Regions from separate parts of the Danio rerio genome. Here region 1 is linked to region 2. A link is a contact called in public Hi-C data. All regions are on one chromosome and are shown on one strand. Each heading gives the region's core, a stretch centred on a gene start, on an enhancer-like site or on the middle of the called end of the contact. The rest is flanking DNA. Distances are from core to core; before and after follow the strand shown.

Region 1 (4,868 bases), core at 2,239-4,738, 210 kb after region 2:
TTATAGGCCCCTTTCAAAGCACTCAAGGACACCTTACAGCAGGGGTGTCAAACTCAATTCCTGGAGGGCCGAAGCCCTGCATAGTTTAGTTCCAACCCAGCTCCAACACACTTACCTGTAGGTTTCAAACAAGCCTGAAGGACTCAATTAGTTTGATCAGGTGTGTTTAATTAGGGTTGGAACTAAACTGTGCAGAGCTGCGGCCCTTTTGGAACTGAGTTTGACACCTGTGCCTAACAGTATGCCACAGGCACATTATAAAAACAAGACAGAAGAGCAATAAAACATAGTATTATTCCAGAAAATCATTAAAAGCAATCCTGAACAGAAAGGTTTTAACGTGGGATTTAAATTTGGAGATAGAGTCCACCTGAAGAATATCTAACCGCAGGGAATTCCACAACTGTGGTTCTATGCAGCTAAAAGCTCTGCCACCCCACCAAATGATTTCATCTCAAAATTTGGAACTGACAACAGGTCAGCTGCAGAAGATCTCAGTGAGTGCCGGGGAGTCTACCAGTGAAGAAGATCAGAGAGATTCATCGTTGTAAATTAATATAAGCTGCTTCAGTCCAACATCTACAATACCAGGATGATGGTGAAGGTTTTAGCAGGACAATGATCCAAAAACACAGCCAAAGAAATTATCAAATGCTTTCAGAGAAAGTAAATCAAGCTGTTGAATAATACATACTAGAATCCAATAGAAAATGCAAAATAAAGCTCAGATTTAATAGATGAGCCCCACAGAACCATCAAGATTTGTACACTCTGTTGAATTATGTGACAACAATTCACACCAGAGCAATGCATTTGACTTCATTCTTCATATGAGAGGTGTCTTTTAGCTGCCATCATAAAAAAAAAAAAAAACTTATATATAAAGTGGTAAATACATCTCAGTAGTTTAGTACTTTCTCCTTGTGCCATTTCATTGTTTTGATTTGTTATTTTTTTATGTTTGTATTGTTTGGGTTTTTACCAATATCTGGTTCAATCCATGTCATATGTCCATATATTATTTCTAAAACAGCTGGTTATTGGAGAAGTACTCTCAAAATATTTTACTGTGTAAATATAAAATGACAGTACTGGATTCCTTTAGCTTTCAGAGATGGCTAGCTGACATGTAAATCAGCCAATCACAGTTAAATTTTTATTGATATAACCATGACATTTCAGGAAATACAGTTGAAGCCAAAATTATTTGCCCTCCAGTGAATTTTATTTAATTTTTTTCAAATATTTCAAAATATTCCTTTATTTAATTTTTTACAGTATTTCCTATAATATTTTTTTTCTTCTGGAGAAAGTATTATTTGTTTAATTTTGGCTGAAATAAAGTTTAATAAATTTTTTTTTTTATTCAATGTATTTTTTCATTTTTATGGCCAATAATAATAGTCCCTTCAAGCAATATTTTCACAATCTACATTGTAAAAGTGCTATACAAATAAAGCTGAATTGAATTGAAAAGTAACAGCTGACGGTCAGCTCACGTCACGTGTTATTTTGCGGTCGCATATACATTACATGAAGACAGAAATTACATTTTTGATTGTACAACAAACCAATAAAGCCTAATAAAAACCTAATAAAGCCTTTAAATGTCACTTTAATCTGAATACAGGTATCTTAAATAACATCTAGCAAAATATTATGTACTGTCATCATAAAAGATAAATGATATCAGTTATTTAAAATGAGTTATTTAAGTGATTATGTTTAGAAATGTGTTGAAATAATTGTCTCTCTGTTAAACAAAAAATGGGGAAAAAATACAAAGAAGCTAATTCAGGAGGGTTAATAAATCTGACTTCAGCTGTATATAATAAATAAATGACATAAAACCTTACAAACATTTATATTAAATCAAATAAATATATACACATTACATTATAATGAAAAAAAAATTGCATTAATGAATAATAAAAAAAGTATTACAACATATTTTAATTTTATTTAAAATGTACATAATGTAACTCAATATAAACTAAATATTTAACAACTAATATTTAGGCCAATTACTAATGTGATAAAGATTTTTAAGCAAAAGACAATATACATTGTTTTTTGCATATGCATTATCATATTTTTGACCCTGTAGCCATCTTAGGATGTAAATGTATGCATGTTTTTTCTTTTATCCCAAAAATTATTAGAATACAAAAAATCAAGCTCCATGAACACATTTTGTCCATTTTCTACTGTAAACAGATCAAAGCTTGATTAGTAATACACATTGCTATGAACTTAATTTGTACAACTTTTTCAATATTTAGATTTTTTAAATTATAGATCTTTAAACTTCAAATATTTCCCTATTCTAACAAATTATACATTGGTAAAAAGCTTATTTATTTAACTTTCAGATAATGTACAAATGTATTGTTGTCCTGGTTCATATTCTGGATCCATGCAACCCTTGCAGAATTTTCTGCTAAAATTAAATATTTAATATAACAATTGATTTCTCAAGTATGTCTTATTTTACTCTGTAATACCAGCAAAAACAATGATTTGAACACACAAAGTATATTTCAAACATATAACTAAACTAAAACTTTGAACTAAAACTGCAGAAGATGCTCATTTTTAAAAAAATACCTTCTGACAAACAAATAAAAACACAAAGTTGTATCTTAATTTCAACAGTGAAAGAATGCAAACACTTTTTACAATGCATGTCAAAGCCGCTTATAAACCCACACTTCTTATCAAACTTCAATTTGTGAACTGTTGTTTTAATTCAATATCTTCAGGTCTGAGGTGATAGGCTACTGTGGTCTCCACTGTTCTTCATTGATTTGCTGAAAGCCAGCTCACCACATGATGCCCTTGGCAACACAAAGTTGCTGCCTCCTCTATTTCAGCAATGTAAACAAACCACGGCAACCAATAACCATAGATACGTTAATATATAATAATAAAAAACACGAACCATACAACTAATCAAACACTGATCACATCATAGTTTGCGCAACTGTGGCTACCCTTAATATTTAAACCGAATATTCACAAACCACACAATAATTCTCAAGGGCAACATTTTTCCACGTCTGAACACAAATATCCATTTTGAACTTTAATTCCAGCATGTGACAGATGAGAACGACCACTTCTGCGGCATATCTTCCGTTTAACATCGATGTTATAAGTTGCGAGAAAGAGAGAGGGAAAAACTAACACCGCAAAAGGATGTACAGTAGGCTACATCAAGTACGCTATGAAGAGCAACTTACCATAATACGCAGACGGGACTTGGGATTTTCTTGCCATCTCAGCGTGGGTTTTGTAGGGTTTGCAGGCGCAGGTTGGTTTGAAGAACAGTGTCGCTCGCCAAATTCCAAGTTTAATAGATTCCCTCACGCGACTCGCGCGTCAGTGATGTTTACAGCGGAGCGTCATCAAACGTGCGGAGCGTCAGACTGTCAGTGTAGTGAAGCAGTGAACTAGCTCCAGCATCACTGCAAGTGCTGGATCTGAACAAAGGTGTACAGGATGTATATCCATTATCTAGCCAACCCAGCCAGCACAAGCAGTCTGCAGAGTTATATTCTTATTGAATAATTGGACTTAAATTTAACTATATATATATATATATATATATATATATATATATATATATATATATATATATATATATATATATGATTTTTTATTTATTATTTTACAATTATTATGTTATATAAGGCTGCATACAATTTTACTGTTATCTGTCACATTATACATAGAGTTTATACTGAATAAATGAAGCTGTCCGTGCAGATCTTATGACTGTCTCAAACGCGTAGCTTTAGCGACGACTAGTGGCAATATTCTACACTGCATCATTCATTTTTGTCTCTTCAGACTCAGAATGAGATTTATTCGCAAAGTGTGATCAAACACAAAAGGAATTTGTGTTTTGTGTGTGTGCTTTACATGCAGGAGCTCAGGGTATCCTGCATATCAACACAAGAGGAAAAAAATAAGAGGAAAATAAAGTAAATAATTCATTCATTTTTTCATTTTCTTTTCGGCTTAGTCTCTTTATTAATCCGGGGTCACCAAAGCGGAATGAACCACCAACTTATCCAGCACGTTTTTACGCAGCGGATGCCCTTCCAGCCGCAAAACATCTCTGAGAAAATAAAGTAAATAATAGCCTACAAACCGTACACTTATATACAGCCAAGTCTGAATTTATTAATTCCCCTGACAAATCTTGACTTTAAGTTTTTTTTTAGCAAAAGTTGAGAAATATTTAAAGAAACTTTAAGTCAGAATTTATATATACATTTGTTTGTATGGCCACTTATCATAGAAGCCATTTATTATGAAGCCACTTATTTGTAAATAGATCTTGTATTTCTAATTATAACAATTGCACATAAATCATCAAGATGCATATATATATATATGAGAGAGAGAGAGAAAGAGAGCGAGAATGAGAATGAATAAGAGACTTAATAATATGATATGAATGATATGATATATTGAATAATAATGTGATATATTGAATAATGGCAATGCAGTGGCGGAGTAGGTAGTGCTGTCACCTCACAACAAGAAGGTCACTGGGTCGTTGGTTCGAGCCTCGGCAGGGTCAGCTGGCGTTTCTGTGTGGAGTTTGCATGTTCTCCCTGTTTGGGTTTTCCTCTGGGTGTTCCGATTTCCCCCACAGTCCAAAGATATGTGGTACAGGTGAACTGGGTAGGCTAAATTGTCCATAGTGTATGACTGTGTGTGTGAATGAGTGTGTGTGTGTGTATGGATGTTTCCCTGAGATGGGTTGTGGCTGGAAGGGCGTCCGCTACATAATAATGTGCTGGATAAGCTGCCGGTTCATTCCACTGTGGCGACCCCGGATTAATAAGGGACTAAGC
Region 2 (5,490 bases), core at 2,639-5,138:
TTGTTTTGACATCCTAAAGGGGTTAGGGGAGTTAAATATCTCCAAACCCCCCTGTAACTCACACCATGAGCAGATTGATATTTGGTTTTGTACTATCTTCCCTCTCTTTCGTCTCAACATGTTTGAAAGCTGTTTATAGAGGGTTTCAGTGGACGATGTAACATCAAATATGCGACAATCCTTATAGATTATTGTGGAACATGTTAGACTATGGAACAGTCTAGAAAATGGAACATGCAAGACTGTATCCAAATTTGCATACTCTTTTGTGTAGGTACTTATTTTGAATAGCTAATTATAATGGTAACACTTTAGAAAAACTATCAGTTAAAACTAGTTAACAGTCCATTAATAAACTTTTAGTTAATAAGTTATAAATGACTTGTTAAATAAAAGTTAATAGTTTGTTAATTATTTATAACTGTGCCTTATAGATAGCCAATAGATAACTTACAAGCTGTTAGTTAATCAGTTATAAATGACTTGTTAAATAAAAGTTAACAGTTTGTTATAACTGTTATATAAAGTTTGTGTTTGTAAAGTATAAGTTTGTGTTATAACTGTTATATAAAGTTAATAGTTTGTTATTTATAACTGTTATATATAGATAGCCAATAGATAACTTACAAGCTGTTAGTTAACCAGTTATAAAAGAATTATTAACTGAGTTTTAATGATTTATAACTATACCTAATAAACTAGTTATAGATCATGAACAAGCTGTTAGTAAATTACTTACTAAAGACTTACGTTAAGTATCAGTTAATAGTTTATATATGTTATTAGGACATTATTCTAAAGTTGTAACTATTCTTCATTTATTAACTGTTAGTAAAAGAGGAATAGTTGCAACTTTAGAATAACGTCCCAATAACATACATAAGCTAATAACTAACACTTAACTAATATATTAACTCTTGCTTTACAGATCAGTTGTTCACCATCTACTAATACCAGTGAAACTTTCAAGAACTTTTCTAATGAAATATATTTTTGATTTATTTTGTTTTAATGTTTAGCACAAAAGGTGCCCAAACCTCATGGGTTTGTATTCTGTTTTATTCTGATGTTCTGCCATGTGATGGCTCAATATGTGTGTTTCTATACATTAAACATAATGTTTAACATTTCATCTGCAGAGTTTCTTTGGTAAAATAAAGCACACAGCTAAGCCTATGAGTGGAACATGGTTAAGGTACAAACATTTTATATTTTAAATATCACATCAAATTTCTGTAGCTTGAACTTTTGGTCACTTGAACAATTTGCTGTTCTACAAAGTTTCACCGGTTTTAGTAGATAGTTAAACTATAAACAACTGATCTGTAAAGTGTTAGTTAATATATTAGTTAAGTGTTAGTTGCAGCTTATGTATGTTATTGGGACGTTATTCTAAAGTTGCAACTATTCCTCTTTACTAACAGTAAATGAAGAATAGTTGCAACTTTAGAATAACGTCCCAATAACCTACCTGATACTTAACAAGTCTTTAGTAAGTATTTTACAGACATCTTGTTCATGATCTATTACTATTTCATCAGGTATAGTTTTAAATCATTAAAATACAGTTGTAAGAGGCTAAATTAACATATGCATTTGTTTATATGGGAAAACATGTCTTTCACCAAAGAAGGTCCATACTGACTCCAAAGGCAGATACTGATAAGATCAGGTCTTAATGTGTGGACTTTGGGTTTTTTACGATGTGATCACATGTTGATTGGACAGTTTGAATGTCTCAGCATTTGGGCTTCAGTCAGATGGTCAAGAAAGATATAAAATAGGTGTAAAACTCTGCTCTGTCTTTTTTTCCTGGACTGTTTTTTCCTGGTCTGCTTGTCTCCTGTTTTGCTCCTCTCCTCCTCTGACTCTACTGCAATCAGGCTAACTTCTGGGCCTGCTCTCTTTGTCTCTCTCTCCCTCCTCTTTTGTCTTACCTCTTGTAACTTTAATTTTACATTTAAGCTGGGTACAATTTATATCATATGTTTTATCATTTCATATTTTATCATTTTAAAGTATTTGTGAATTACTTTTGATTTAACATCAACATTTAATTGTTCCATATTGCAATACAATATAATCACATAATATCAATGCTCTCCCATATTTTAAGGTATTAATACTGCCCTTATTTCCGTTTTTGGTATGAGATTGCAGAAGAATGGTTTCACTAGAAATGTACAGTGTTTTACCATCATGCTGATAACTTTTTAGTCACTCAGCAGAACGACAGTTCGAACCCCTGTGGTTAAAACTCCTTCTTACTAGGTAAACAAGTCATTTATAACTGGTTAACTAACATCTTGTAAGTTATCTATTGGCTATCTATAAGGCACAGTTATAAATAATTAACAAACTGTTAACTTTTATTTAAAAACTCATTTATAACTCATTAACTAGCAGTTTATTGATGGATTAATAACTAGTTATAACTGATAGTTATGAATAATTAACAAACTATTAACTATTATTTAACAAGTCATTTATAACTCATTAACTAACCGTTTATTAATGATTTATTAACTAGTTGTAACGGATAGTTATTCTAAAGTGTTATCGGCCAGGGGGGCATTTTCTGTGTGGAGTTTGCATGTTCTCCCCATGTTGGCTTGAGTTTTCCAAAGACAAACCGTAAAGAGTGTGTATAGGTGTTTCCCAGTACTGGGATTGCAGCTGGAAAGGCATCCACAGTGTAAAGTTGGAGGTTCATTTCGGTGTGGCGAATAAATGAGGGACTAAACTGAAAGAAAATTATTATATAAATAAATTTTTTAAGGTAACTGGCTGCAAACATTTTTTATGGGCGGGATTCCAACAAACAAATTTAGCTGAACATTACTAAATTTAACTTGTTTAAATTCAGCGAAGATATATTGATTGCAATCAGTTACTTTAAAATGTTTTAGTAAATCTAACGAATCATTTTTTTCAGCATAGTAGTCTTTCTGCATTGTAAAACATCCCAGATTTGCTAGTTGTAATACATTATTGCACACTACAAGATGAAAAATGACAGCTTCTTGTATCCCGACAGCCACTGTTGAATACAAATCACCACAGCACCCTACCTCAAATGGATAGCATCAAAATCAGGCCGACACACATGACTTTCCTGCATATCAATGATTTGCTTCTGTTTTTTAAAAACTCAATGCATTGTGCATTTATTGAGTTCACAACAACTTATTTAGCATAGCATGGCTATATAATTTACCTTTTGGGGGTTATTGAAGCCTGGCTTGCAGAACTGTTTATAGTAATCCCAGTGGCTCTTGTTGAATCTATAAAGTAGCTGCATATCTGTGTACGTTGCAAATCGATCCGGGCACTTGGAGACACACATCTAGAAAACAAAAGCGTTAGTTATGCAAAAGCCCAGAGCGAAATGAACTAAACAATGCCAGGATTTGTAATGAACAAGCGTGTTACCTGAGTAGTAGGGCACTGGAGGTTTATCAGGACAGCAGGACTGGCACATTTCAGTATGTTGAAGTAGAATAATATGGCTTTCTTTCTGTGGAGGACATTTTTTGTTGTTGTAAATTACAGTGTGAAATGACAGTTTTTGCCAGTAGGTGTCACTAGAGCTATTTGGTTACATATACAGGACTGAAATCCAGGTTTAAGCAGCTTTCCACTATAAACATGCGGTTTAGCTATCATGCAATAAAACTCCTGTACGTGCTACTTTGTAAAACATCCAATCCAGGTTCAATACTAAACGATTAGCATCTTCAGCAGCCTGCCGTATAACAGAAACGCTGAGAGAAATGTTTATAACATTATAGATAAAACAGTTTTTGTCAGAGCAAAGCATTAAGGGCTTGTGTCAGATTTCCCCCCCTACCCATAATCCCCTAAGCCACTGAGGGCATCGCATCTCCTAATTATGAACTGCACAGATCCAATTGCCTCCAATTCACCACAGAGCAAACATCTCTCCTTCTACGCCTGTGCATAACAAACACTCTTATCAGTGTGTCCCAGCTCTGCTAATGAGCAGTTCTTTATTTTCCCCAAGGTTGTATGCTGCCAATCAACGCAAAACTTCACACAGGAAAAGGAATTCAGTACAAAAGCATGCGAAGCCAAGATTTAGAAGGCTAATATTATTTTGCTTTGTACTTTGAGTGAACGGAAGGGATGATAATCTGAACATTATAATTACAAGAAGGGCGTGGCTTACAAGTGTAGTTTTTGTGGAATGAGGAATATGCTAGCCCCTCCCCCCAAAGCAGCTGATTGGCTGGTGGTGCTAGTAGCACTTACGCATTGGGTGTTCCCTTCTGGCCACAGAACTGACCCGTGCTGTCTGTGGGGTAAATGACTTTCCTTGGGTCGCCGTGGATCCACGCTAGAACAAAGAGGAGATTTCGTTTAATTTATTTAATTGATTCCAAAAGAGTTGATTCTGTATAATGAAATATCAAATTTCCTTTTCGAAAAAAAACACAATGGGCAAGGCAAGTTAATTCATATAGCACATTTCATACACAATGGTAATTTAAAGTGCTTTACATAAACAAGAATAAAACAAACAAACAAACAAACAAAAAAGATTCAAAACAGATAAAAACTGATTAAAATGTGTAAAAATAGGTTTAAAAAAAAAGAAAAGAAAGACATAATAATGTGATCTGTTGGACGTAGCACAGTGCTCATTCGATAAAGGCACAGCTACGGTAAATAGATGTGTTTAGAGTCTTGATTTGAACGTGCCTAATGCCGAGTTCAGACTGCATGATTTTCAAAGTAGTCGTGTCACAGATGTTTTCACACTGCATGACTATCTGGGCTTGCATTTCGTCGCTGCTTTGTTTACACTGCAAGATGGATCGGCGACAGGGACTTTCACATTGCATGACTTTACTATAGGAAGAATCGCCGACAACTTCGTCCAAATTACGTCTCACAGCCAAAAACACGTAGTGTATCTTTTGTTATTAAATACATAATGAGAAAGAAGCCTTTAATGGGGTAGAACATGTTCATGTTTGCTCACCTGGGTTTAAAGGGAATTAGCCATTTCTCCTCAACGTTGATGATAAACTAATTTCTTTCTGTATGAAACTTCAAACAGACACGGTTGCTCCTGAGTACTGTCTAACCTCCACTAGTTTTCCCTCCATTTCGTGGGTCCAAATAAACCGAAAAAGATCCCTTTTAACTTCTCCCCCAGCCTCCCGCTGGCCTGCAGCAGGTAAACACGCACGCACACACAAGTGAAAGCTGCTCTCTCATTGGCTGTGGGTGATCGCTGATGTTATTTTCAGTCAAAACTCAATTCACACGGCATGATTTGAATCGCCGACAGCTTCAGATATTTAGCATGCCAAATATCTCAAAGGCATCGGCGACTCATCGGCGATTCTCTCAGATCGCGTCTTTGAAAGTTCATACTGTGTGATTATCACTCACGTGCACGAGCAGCGATTTGCCTGTGATTTCAGGCATTTGTCGGCGATTTCTCAAAACCTGTCGGCGAGC

Evidence for each region. A called contact is a pair of places that touch in the nucleus more often than the background predicts.
Region 1: a Hi-C map of an unstated tissue shows a contact between it and region 2, with 9 times the contacts expected there. The contact joins the promoter of slc44a5a here to the enhancer-like site in region 2. A contact is called at or near these places in 3 of 18 Hi-C or Micro-C datasets (caudal fin, hematopoietic stem cells and an unstated tissue) and 1 of 4 datasets of contacts at active chromatin or transcription factors (caudal fin).

What each region holds. Positions count from the first base shown.
Region 1 is chr2:11,892,686-11,897,553 of GRCz12tu, forward strand. slc44a5a (solute carrier family 44 member 5a) reads right to left here and starts at 3,489. Exons shown (of 22, transcript NM_001423791.1): 1 at 3,243-3,489. The coding sequence starts at 3,279.
Region 2 is chr2:11,682,008-11,687,497 of GRCz12tu, forward strand. slc44a5a (solute carrier family 44 member 5a) reads right to left here. Exons shown (of 22, transcript NM_001423791.1): 4 at 4,273-4,357; 5 at 3,433-3,517; 6 at 3,218-3,346. The region is part of intron 1 of LOC137487670; the gene reads right to left. Among named protein-coding and RNA genes, the nearest start is that of lhx8a, 52 kb to the left of the region's middle. Within about 2 kb of position 3,889, at least 3 of the 62 cell types and tissues checked have an H3K27ac peak or open chromatin away from gene starts, as enhancers often do.